Regions from separate parts of the Rattus norvegicus genome. Here region 1 is linked to region 2. Evidence: chromatin contacts called from public Hi-C data. All regions are on one chromosome and are shown on one strand. Each heading gives the region's core, a stretch centred on a gene start, on an enhancer-like site or on the middle of the called end of the contact. The rest is flanking DNA. Distances are from core to core; before and after follow the strand shown. Region 1 has its middle 62 kb from the start of Eif4e. Region 2 has its middle 8.1 kb from the start of Metap1.

Region 1 (5,512 bases), core at 1,983-4,482, 99 kb after region 2:
GAAAAAAAGAACCAAAAAAAAAAAAAAAAGACTCCTGCTGGGTTGGACAAAAGGATCAGTGGAAGCAGTCGGTTCTTTTCGAAGGATGGAGCAACATTGCAAGGACAAAGCCTGCCCGCAGAGGCAAAGGCTGGGCTAATAGCAGAGGTTTGCACGGCCCTCTCCCGCTCTACTCTAAAGGGCTTTGTAGAACTGTATCAGGGTCACTTCCCAGAGGTGGACTCTCAGAGTGGCATTTTTAGAGTAACAATTTATTTGTAACGGAAGAAAAAGGAACCCACCATTACTGGACTGTACAGATAAATGACTAGACTAAAATTTATATTGGATTTCCCTCCAGTCGGGTGGTTAAAAACAGGTCCTCCAGTCTTATTTCCCACTTCTGTGGGCAGCGATGACATGTGCTGTTTTCATATCTGAGCCCTGACTGTTCCTTTTGTATTCTGGTTTTCGCTTGCTTGTTGGTGGGCTGTTTTCTTTCTTTCTTTCTTTTTTCATTTTAAAAAAAGTTTATGTGTATTGATGTTTTGCCTACGTGTGTGTCTGCATGTGAGGGTGTCAGATCGTGGCGTTTCAGACAATTGAGAGCTGCCAGGTTGGTGCTGGGAATTGAACCTGCATCCTCTGGAAGAGCACCAATGCTTGTAACGGCCGAGCCATCTCTCCAGGCCCTATTTGTTTTAACTGACTTCTAGGACACCCCCTGGAAACTTAAATTCCTGATATTCAGAAGCACGGAGTGCCCTCATGATCACATACATGGCTGACTGGGACCAGTGGCTGCCACCGAGCACCGGAAGACGACTATGCTTCACAGGGCGAGCCGGAGAGATCCAACATTTAAAAGTCCAGTGGTTTCTGTACAGCACATGCTGCCTTCATATCACTGTAAGTCGAAACATGGGGTTGAACCATCATCCATCAGAAACTGTAACTGAATGCTCACTTCACAAAAGATCCTTCGAGTAGCAATTGGGGACACTTTAAACAAAAGCTAATGGATGTGGCCCCAGAATGTCATTATGAAAATCATGAATCAGACTTTGACTTGTGGTTTCATTGCATCGGACTAACTATTTGTTATCCCGAGGAAGATGCTGCTGGGACCAAGCCTGGGTTTATGAGCATTTTGATTAGCCTTGGGCCCCAACTGCAAAACGCCCAAAGCCTGACTCTTGAAATACATCACTTAGTCGCACGCATTAATGGTGTCAATGATGGTGGCGATTTGACCCAAGAAAATCTTAATAACCAACACTGGGTGTGTGAGCAGGATGCTGATGGATTGATGTGCTGGCTGTTTTCCCTGCCACGCACGGTTCTTGTTTAGCATAGCTGTCACGTCGGCTCTGTAGATTTGATGACAGAATGCTGGCAGAAGGCCACGGTCTGGAGAGATCTGAGAGAGATTTGCAAACTGTAATTTTCGATGCTTCTATTCATAAACACCGGGGCTTGTGGGTATTTGCAGGAGGCTGTGTCTTAATTACAGACCTAAGCAAAACACACCTGGACCTGTGGGTTCAGATTTCAAAAGTTTGGGTTCAGAGGAGTGTGTGTGTGCTCTGTGTGTGTGTGTGTGTGTGTGTGTGTGTGTGTGTGTGTGTGTGTGTGTTAGTGTTGACACAGGGTCTTGCTATATAATACAAACTGGTCTCAAAATGATGTCCTTCTCCCTAATAACTGGAGCAGGGGTGCTGCCCCTAAAGCTGTTATCTGTCTGTAGAACCCGTTCCCCCAAGCGGGCTGCCTTGTCTAGCCTCAGTGGGAGAGGATGCTTCTAGTCCTGCAGAAACTTGATGTGCCAGGCTCGGGGGGGGGGTACTCAGGGGGAGCCCCTACACTCTCAGAGGAGAAGGGGAGGAGAGATGGGAGGAAGGACTATGTGAGGAGAAGACCAAGAGGAGGGGGGCAGAGATTGGGATGTAAAGTAACTAAATAAAGGAAGAAAAAAAAAAGGAAAAAATGTCCTGTGCTGTTTCCTCAGTGCTGGACTCACAGGTACTGGTCACTAGCCAAGCTCAGATATCTATTCTAACTAAACAGTTAAACATCTTCTATTTTCCACTTGATCTTGCCAGCTATGGCCATCATTTTAATGAGAACTTGTATCGTGCCTCCACACACACTCCCCTATCTCTGACTTGCTGATAACATTGTTCCTGGTATTCTTGGTGACACTGGCTTTTGATGTTATCACCCAGGAAGGTGGCTGTTCTTCTGGCAGACTTGCATGGAAGCTTTCTGCTGCTGATCCCGACTGGCTTTTAGGGGCTCACGTTGGCAAGCAATGGCCAGGTCCCAAATACTGGCAGTGCCTGAGCAGGAGGGCATTCTGGCTGTGGCGCCATAGGTGGACCGGGCATGCTCAATGTGGACTCTGGCCTTAGCCCACACCTTGTCTTGCAGTGAGTGACCCAGCAGCCAGCCTCCCTTGTGGGTCATTTCTGGCTGCAGTGGGTTGGAAGCCCATAGCAGGGTAGCAGCTGCAGAGACAGTGCGGTACAGTTGGCAGGAGGGATGCTCTATGGGGTATTGTTTCTCCGGTGAATGGCTCTGTCTCCACTCGGATCTCCTTCAGCTCCGGGGCAGGACTTAGGTCACCTTAAAGGATCCCGTGTCAAGGGTGGGAAGAAAGCCAGGGATCCACAGCTGTGTTCACCAATGGGGTACAACGGGCGCTTGATCGCAGTTTTTCCTAGAAAAACGGGTGCGCGGTGCTGGGTGTTCCTCACTAATGTCAGCACAGCAGTGCAGCTTTGACTTAAGATGTGTGGGCTGCTGCCTCCCACCCCAACCACTCGGCCATCTTGTCTGATTCTCTCAGGGTCAGAAGGGCACCGTGACAGTCTTCATAGTGGCAGTTTAAGGCCCCTCTACTAAGCTTGGTGTGTTCCAGGGCCTGTTCTCAGAGACCCACCCGCCTCTGCTTGTTGAGTGACGAGACTAAAGTTGTGTGCACCACTGTACTAATCTGGGAATGACTTCTTAATCATCTTTAACCCTAGCCATGCATGGGGCATGCATCCGGACGAGTTTCTCCAGTTACCTCAAGCAAATAAATGAACTCCTGACTCGAGACTTAGCCCTGAGATTGGCTCCTACAATGTCCCAATGCTTTTGCTTTCCTGGCCACCTCACAGCAGCTTCTTAATCTCTGTGACGGAGTCCTTGCCTGCTCTCCAACTTCTTCCTAGACTTCTTGTTTCCGTAGGAGCCAAAACCCTTCAGAACTATGCTCTCTCCTGCCACCTGCTGCTCTACTGTGTGTCTTGATGGCCCTGCTCCGCCTCCTGGGCATGGGCACTACGCTTTCTGCCTTCCTCCAGGTCACAAAGAACATCTTTCTCCTCTGTGGCTAATGTTCTTCCTGCCTTTCTCTTCACATTCACCATTCCTGCCCTCCCTTCATAGCTCATTCTCCTTTGGACATCACACTGGCTTTGAACTAGTCAGCCTTTCTGTTTCTGCTCCTACTACCCTCTCAGTTTGATTTTACTTATCAACCATAAACCAGATTGTGTCACCCACCTGCCCAGAACCTTTCCAGGGTCCTTTACAGACCTTCAAGGTCCATCAAATCTCATTTAAGTTTCCTTCTCTTACCCTCCCTGTGCAGGCCTTTGCTATTGGAGCTAAACCTTTCCCTTAAACTTCGGTTTCTGTGCTGTGGCGATGCGATGTGTCCCCTGAGATGCTGTGGGCTTCACTCTGGTCTCTGTGCCAGCCACACCTCCTCAGAAGTGCCTTCTGCAGTCAAGGCAGCTGAAACGCTGCCCCGCCCGGTTACTCACTCACTCAGCACCTCAGCGACATACTGCTGAGATGGACATATGGCCTTGGGGAGGAAATGGCTTGTGTGTCTGATCGTAGTCCAAAATCGAAGGACGCCAGTGAGAAACACAGACAGGGCAGGAGCCTGGAGACAAGAACTGAAGCAGAAACCACAGAGGAGTGCTGCTTACTGGCTTGCTCCCCATGGCTTGCTGAATCTGCCACTCAAGACCCCCTACCCAGGGGTTTTCAGAACCCCCTGCCCAGGGGTGGCTCTGCTCACAGTGAGTTAGTTCTCTCATTCAGTCAAGTTAATCTGTGGGCTTGCCCACAGGCACTCTGATAGAGGTATGTCCCCAATCCAGGTTCCTCTATCCCAGAAACCAACCCAGGATGTCCAGCTCATTATAATTCATGTCATATATCACTCGCCTGAGTAGCTGTATGTAATTACTTACCCAGTGCATTATTGAACTCCTCAGGACCAGGACAGAGCGCTATATTTTCTTTCATTGTGTCCTTGTCGGGTTCTAACAATAACACAACCCATGGCATCGAATTACACAGAAAAATAAAACCCACCGGGTCTGTCCTGGGTGCCACGCACCATATTCTCCCTTAGAGGGACATTCAGTCACACAACTTAGCAATATTGAGAGAGAGAGAGAGAGAGAGAGAGAGAGAGAGAGAGAGAGAGAGAGAGAGAGGTTGGAGAACTCAGGGATGATGAAGATATCAGCTGTGGCAATGGGGAGTTGAAGGTCAGCCTTGTAAACAATTCAAGTCAAGCTTTCTAAGCGGTTGATGGAGGAAAAGCCCAAGGCAGAATGGTTGATTTACTTCCGCATGGCAAACCTGTGTGTTCTGAGTTGAAAAGCTTTTGCTAAACGTTTTAGGAGGGCTTTTGAGAAATGCTTGAGGAAGAATCCAGCAATGGGGTGAAAGGGTAGGGTTTTCTTCTCATGTGTGTCTGTAGAATCTGGGGGCACTCTTTCCTACCTGGAAATAGCAGACTCTCTCACATGACCCGGGCTGTTTCTCTGAGTAGCACTTGAATATACAGAGAGCCTTTGACTACTCTCTGTGAGGTACATTTTATATCATTATCTGTGGCATGGTGGGTTTTCAATCTGGTTCCCTTGCCCCCATAGTTTCTTTCTTTTCAAAGTCACCCCAGTTAGAAAACAATTGCTTCCCACTCATTGGAAACCAATTAAAATAGAAAACATTAAGTTGGATAAGTCATTGTCTTCTCACCCTTAAATGGGCTCATGATCCCCCGAGAGGAAGTGATTGTGGTGCTTAAATGAGAGAGTAAAGCTCCAAGCTTTACCAAGAGGAGATCGTCCAGAGGCTGCTTACAAGTTGAGGTGACTTTGAAATGTCTGGGCAACTTTCGAGCTCAATCAAGGAAAGTGTCACCCAAGCCCTTGTCAAAAGACGAAATCACAGGAAATTTGGTTCCAGATCTGACTGGATTATAGATGCTACTCATAAATCAGGGCAGCCTCCACTCTACAAATAGAATGAAATCTCCCAGCAGCCAACGGAGGGATTGTAGGGTCTGCAAGAGCAGAACAAGAAAGCTGAGCAGTAGAAAGAGCTTAGCATCAGCTCCTCTGGGCTGCTTCTTTGGAAAAGGGTTGAAGCCAAGGGCACTCGCTTACTGCTGACTCGGGTAGAGTGGAATTTCTTGCTCTCGGGGAAAATCTTGGAGGGAAATATCTATTTCTTTAAG
Region 2 (5,365 bases), core at 177-2,676:
TCTATTCTGTGCTACTTCTAAACCTAGGACACAGTGCTGTTGTTACAGTTAGCAACAATTTTAGGTAACATTTACTTAAAAAAAAAAAAAAGTCAGGGGGCAGAGATGACTTCAGAGCTAGGAGGCTTACTAGCCTTGCAGAGGACAGTTCCCGACACCCACATTAGATGACTCAGCGTTGCCTGTAAATCCATCTCTAGGGTTTCCTGATACAGGTGAAATCTGGGTGCTCTCGAAGTTCTCGGTCTGGTTAATAAAAGAATTTAATCATAGATTCAAATAGAAGCTCAAGGGCAATTTTATTAGAGTTTAAAATAGAAAACTTCAGGGCAATCAAGATGTAAACTTCTGTAGCTGCCCATAAGATAGGAGAGAAGGAAAAAGCCATAATATTTAAACTGGCAAATCAGACCAGCAAGCGGCCACATTGAGGGTGGGGTTGGGGCTTTAAAGAGAGAGAGAGAGAGTAAGGAAGCCCAAAATATTAGAAAATCTAGCATCAAAAAAAAAAAAAAAGAAAGAAAGAAAGGAAGGAAGAAAGAAAGAAAGAAAATCTAGCGTCTTAGTGAAAGTATGTTTCTGAAAGAGAGAAAAAAAACAAAACAAACAAACAACAAAAAAAAAGGCTTTGTTCTATAATTCAGCCTGGAAATGGATTGACACGAATTTTGTGTTAAATATAACTCTGTCGTCGGAAATGGAGTGCTGAAGGTAAATGTCAGTCAAGCCCAGCAACGTTTCATTGGAAATACGTGGTTCACATCTGGTTTCCCTCAACGCCATCAAGCCTATTAAGATGGCAGGTAGCATGGTCTGGCCCGGTTGGGTTGGCAAGAGGCCCAGAGGATTTACTTCCTCTCCACGACACAGTCTACAGCATATCACAACACAATTCCAAGATCGATTACAGACAAGTTGAACTAAAAGTAATTTTTCAAGTGGGTTTGTAGCTAAGGTGTAGAGTCGGCCCTGCTCTGGTTTTCTGTCTTGAGTGCTTGCAATAAAGACGGGAAACTGAGTCACTGGACTTAAGCAAAACTATAGCATATTTGACATATACATCATCAATTCAATGCAAACTTCAAACTTTCTCACTTTTTAAAACTCTTTTCTAAAAGATTAATTTATTTCACGCATGTGAACACACTGTCGCTGTCCTCAGACACACCAGAAGAGGGTATCGAATCCCCATCACAGATGCTTGTGAGCCACCATGTGGCTGAAGGGAATCGAACTCAGGGACTCTGAAAGAGCGCTCAGTTCAGTGCTCTTAACCGCTGGGCCATCTCTCCAGCCCCAAACGTTCTCATTTTAACTATGAAAGATATATATATTATCTGTAGGGTAGAAGACACTGCTAGGAGCTAGCCCTTGGTTACTCAGAGTTGACAGCCCTTGACAGTCCGCGGATATTTATAGCAATGGCTTAGCAAGAAGAGAGAGGAAACACTACCCGTTTTCATACTTCCAACTTGGCTGCAAATTGTACTAAGGATCTGTTATGTCTTCCGAGTAGATGGTTTAGATAAGCACACAATACTGAATGGGCTTGGAAATAAAAGACGAGCATCTATTTGGCAAATACATCTGCCAGCTTCCGACAGACACCTCTGTCACAGCCTTACACTGTGGCAGTGCTGAGCTCGCTGCATTCTGTTGGTCCCTGTCTTAGCAAAGTGGTTCTCTTTGGCCGTTGCTTTCTAGTTAGTGTTTGTGAAGCTTCACACAGCCACACCATGTAGCATGTAAATCAGGATTTTATAGTAGGCATTCATAGGCATTGATTTATGGCAGGGCTGTGTTTCAGCTGTATTCTGGGCATGTCTAAAAGCCATCGAAGAGTTGAAATCCGTGGGGCACTGGCTAAGAGGTTCTCAAAGAAGAGGTCAAGCGTACCACCAAGGTCAGGATGCCTTTGTGAGAACACAACTTCATCCCTGTGAGTACAGCTGCTCCTGTGAGAATGGCCTTGGGGACTATGCGATGCTATTTAATCTAACCGTGATTCAAAAGCTAGCAACGGGCAACCTTGGATTGCCCATCCACTTTGCTTTGTTTTAGCCCAGTCTCATCAACATCACAATGAATAATATGACACAAGCTCCTTTTCCACCTCACAATAAAACCGTGTTTCTCTTCCAAACACTAGCTACGTTCAGGCACGTTCTTTCTCAGTAACAGCCTTTCTAACAAGAATCTCAGTAATGCATCTCTAGGGATTCTCAAGTGATTCTGTGTTCATTACTGTTGAGGTCTTTTATAACAATGAACAGCACTGAATTGTAAGTCCTAGCATCATTTTTAATTTAAACCATTGGCATTATTTATAAGCCCTTGATCCTGCATTTCTATAAACTAAATAAGAGTAGATAAAATGCTTCTGCGAAACTCCGAAAAGTCCAGGACCAACGAGACAGCCTTCCAGGGCTTCCACCCTACTTGAGAAGAAATAAAAACAGACACCGCTGACCGGAGAAGTGACATGCTCCTGACAGTATGGTGGGATGAAAATATTTAGAAGAATCAAATTGTCATCTTCTATCTCTCTCAAGAAAAAACGTGTTTGATGAATTCGTGGCTTATTAGCAAAGCCTTCCTGTGAGTGTTGTCAGCAACAGGCAAAAGACTGGAACTGTCAGAGGACTGGCCTGGCTGGGGGAGGGGCAGCAGTGTCTATGGATTCCTGGGAGGCAGGCGTAGACTGCCCAAAATAAAGCCATAGTTGAAACGTAAAGCAGTGCCGTACTGAAACACTACCGACTTGGACGCTCAGCCAACACGAGCTTATTTCTCACAGTCAAAGAGGCCAGGAATTCGCAATTATGGTGTTGGCAGGTTTCATTTCTTCAGAGGCCTTTGTTTGGGCTGGTAGACGACCGCCTACATAATTACAACTTCTCTATTTGTCGATGAACTATTATATTACTCATAAAATGAGTTTAACCGGTAGCCTGGGTCCCAGGTCTCGCCTGCTACCGTGGCAATGCCAAAGCCAGCAGCAGCAGTGGCATTGGTGGCGGCAGCGGGGTGGGTGGGGGGGTACGGGGGGGGGGTGTAGACAGCAGGCAATCCTGGGCGGCTAAGATGTGCAGTAGGAATGGCAGAGCCTGGCCTACTATGCAAGTCTAAGTTCCAGCAATGAATGCTTCCGGAGAGAAAACTCTTCCCCAGAATGTTACAGCTCAGTAAAACAGCCACTCCCAGACGATTCTCAGTGTGGATGGGGACTTGATAAACATTGAGGAGTAGGGTGCGATAGGGGTAGACGCTTCCCATTGGCTCAGTACGAGATGCTAGCGCAGGCGTTTTCCCGGTGACTGATTGCTATCTATGGGCCTCCCAGTGGGTGTGTTGGTTACCTGTTCCAGAGCAGGTAGAGTTTGGCAGGGAGCTGGCCCCTTGCCTACCATACTCAGTTCTGAATTTCACAGCGTTCGGGCTAACTCAACCTTACCAGCTTTTCTGTCTGACGGCATAGCTCACTTGCCCCGCCCACAGTTTACACTAACTGCTATAACTGTCTTCAAGTCCCAGTACTTTAAACTGCTGGACCTGGCAGCAAGCACCTTTAAGCCCAGCACTTGGGAGGCAGAGACAGGTGCATCTCTGTGACTTGGAGACCATCTTGGTCTACATGAGAATTTCAGGGCTACATAATAGGGACTCTGTGTCAAAAAATGATAGTCAAATTTTTTTTCTTTTTTCCTTTTTCTTTTTTTTTTTTTTGGAGCTGGAGACTGAACCCAGGGCCTTGCGCTTGCTAGGCAAGCGCTCTACCACTGAGCTAAATCCCCAACCCCGATAGTCAAATTTTTAAGAGTTTATTTCTTCCTTACTCAAAGACTAGTAGACGGTTTGCCATGGAGTTGCAATCTTAATCAGACGGGCTATAAGGTCTCAATGGTAGACCAGAGCATGAGTCGATCACCCCCTTGGCTTGTAGGCAGAGCACACCAGCCTGTTCCCATGGGCTAGTACCCATATTCCTCCTATTAGATTCTAAGAGAACCTAGTGATAAGTCTGTCAGGGCTCAACTTCTTTCTTTAAAGAACAATAAACAAAACCGAGGGCAGCTAGGATTTAGCCCAGAAGCAGGGTGCTTGCCTCCAATATGGGGGGGGGGGTTAATTTTGTTCTCAGTATCAGAATAAGAGAGGAAAGAAGGAAGGGAATGAGGGAGGGAGGGAGAGACGGAAGAAAGGAGGGAGGGAGGAAGAAGGAAGGAAGGAAGGAAGGAAGGAAGGAAGAAAGGAAGGGAGAAAAAAGAGACAACACTAAAAACAATAATGCCCACCTCATGTGGAGAAAATTCATTAAAAAAATGTAAAGTGGGGGTTGGGGATTTAGCTCAGTGGTAGAGCGCTTGCCTAGCAAGCACAAGGCCCTGGGTTCAGTCCCCAGCTCCGGAAAAAAAAATGTAAAGTGGCATACATTTAATCTAACATTATAAGTGCTCAATAAATGTTCATTTGCCCACTGTCATCAGTAGCAATAGGTATCAGACAGACCTATCTACCCCACCCCATCCTCCTTGCAGGGAAGTAAAATCTGCTGGCCTCCTCTAGGGTCCTCAGCTGGGTAAGTCCTCCCTCGTTACAACTGGACGCAGCTAACATGGAGTTGGAGTCCTTAGCATTCTCCTACTATTATTCTCTGCCACGCACAGAAGCTCCAGCAGAGGCTTGGGGAAGCTCACTGGCATCAGAAATGCAGTGGTTAAAAGCTAGATTAACGGGCTAAAATCCTAGGGTTGTGCTACTGGGTACATGATCCCAGAAACATCGCTCCATGTTAGTCATCTTCCCCTCCTCCTCTGTGAAGTGGGACTATGATTTCAAAGTTTGAAGAGACTAAAGACGAAATACTTGAAACAATTCTGGCCCACAATTACCTCGAAGTAAAAGCTGCTGTTTTTATCATCATCATCATCATCATCATCATCATCATCATCATCATCATCATCATCATTGCGAGGTTGTAGAGTCAACTGCCTTGTGAGATGCCTGCAAGCCCCAACCCTAGCCACAACTTAGTTTTTAGGACAAGCGTACGCTTTGGGATACTAGCCTTACCTAACTGAGGTGGCCATAGTGGAACGACCACGTCACTATTCACTCTTACAAAGCTGAGTAGGTAACACACAAAGAAAAGCAGCTGAGTAGAGCTCATCAAGTGAAAAGGCCAAAGCCAGAGAAAAGGCAATGATCAGAAGCTCCAGGACAATGAAAGTCAAGAGTAGTCAGAAACTATGAATGGTGGGAGCTAAGAAAGACAATGGACGGACGCCAGTTCACTGCACAACAGCAGGAATGGCAGCTCTAGAGAGTAGCTGAGTTGCCAGAACCGTATAGGACGGCGCCCGCG

Evidence for each region. A called contact is a pair of places that touch in the nucleus more often than the background predicts.
Region 1: a contact with region 2 is called in a Hi-C map of the A7r5 cell line, with 2.5 times the contacts expected there. The contact joins two enhancer-like sites. A contact is called at or near these places in 7 of 12 Hi-C or Micro-C datasets (the A7r5 cell line, the Rat2 cell line, frontal cortex and 4 more).

What each region holds. Positions count from the first base shown.
Region 1 is chr2:229,800,124-229,805,635 of GRCr8, forward strand. No RefSeq gene overlaps it. Among named protein-coding and RNA genes, the nearest start is that of Eif4e, 62 kb to the left of the region's middle. Within about 2 kb of position 3,233, at least 33 of the 93 cell types and tissues checked have an H3K27ac peak or open chromatin away from gene starts, as enhancers often do.
Region 2 is chr2:229,703,180-229,708,544 of GRCr8, forward strand. No RefSeq gene overlaps it. Among named protein-coding and RNA genes, the nearest start is that of Metap1, 8.1 kb to the left of the region's middle. Within about 2 kb of position 1,427, at least 1 of the 93 cell types and tissues checked has an H3K27ac peak or open chromatin away from gene starts, as enhancers often do.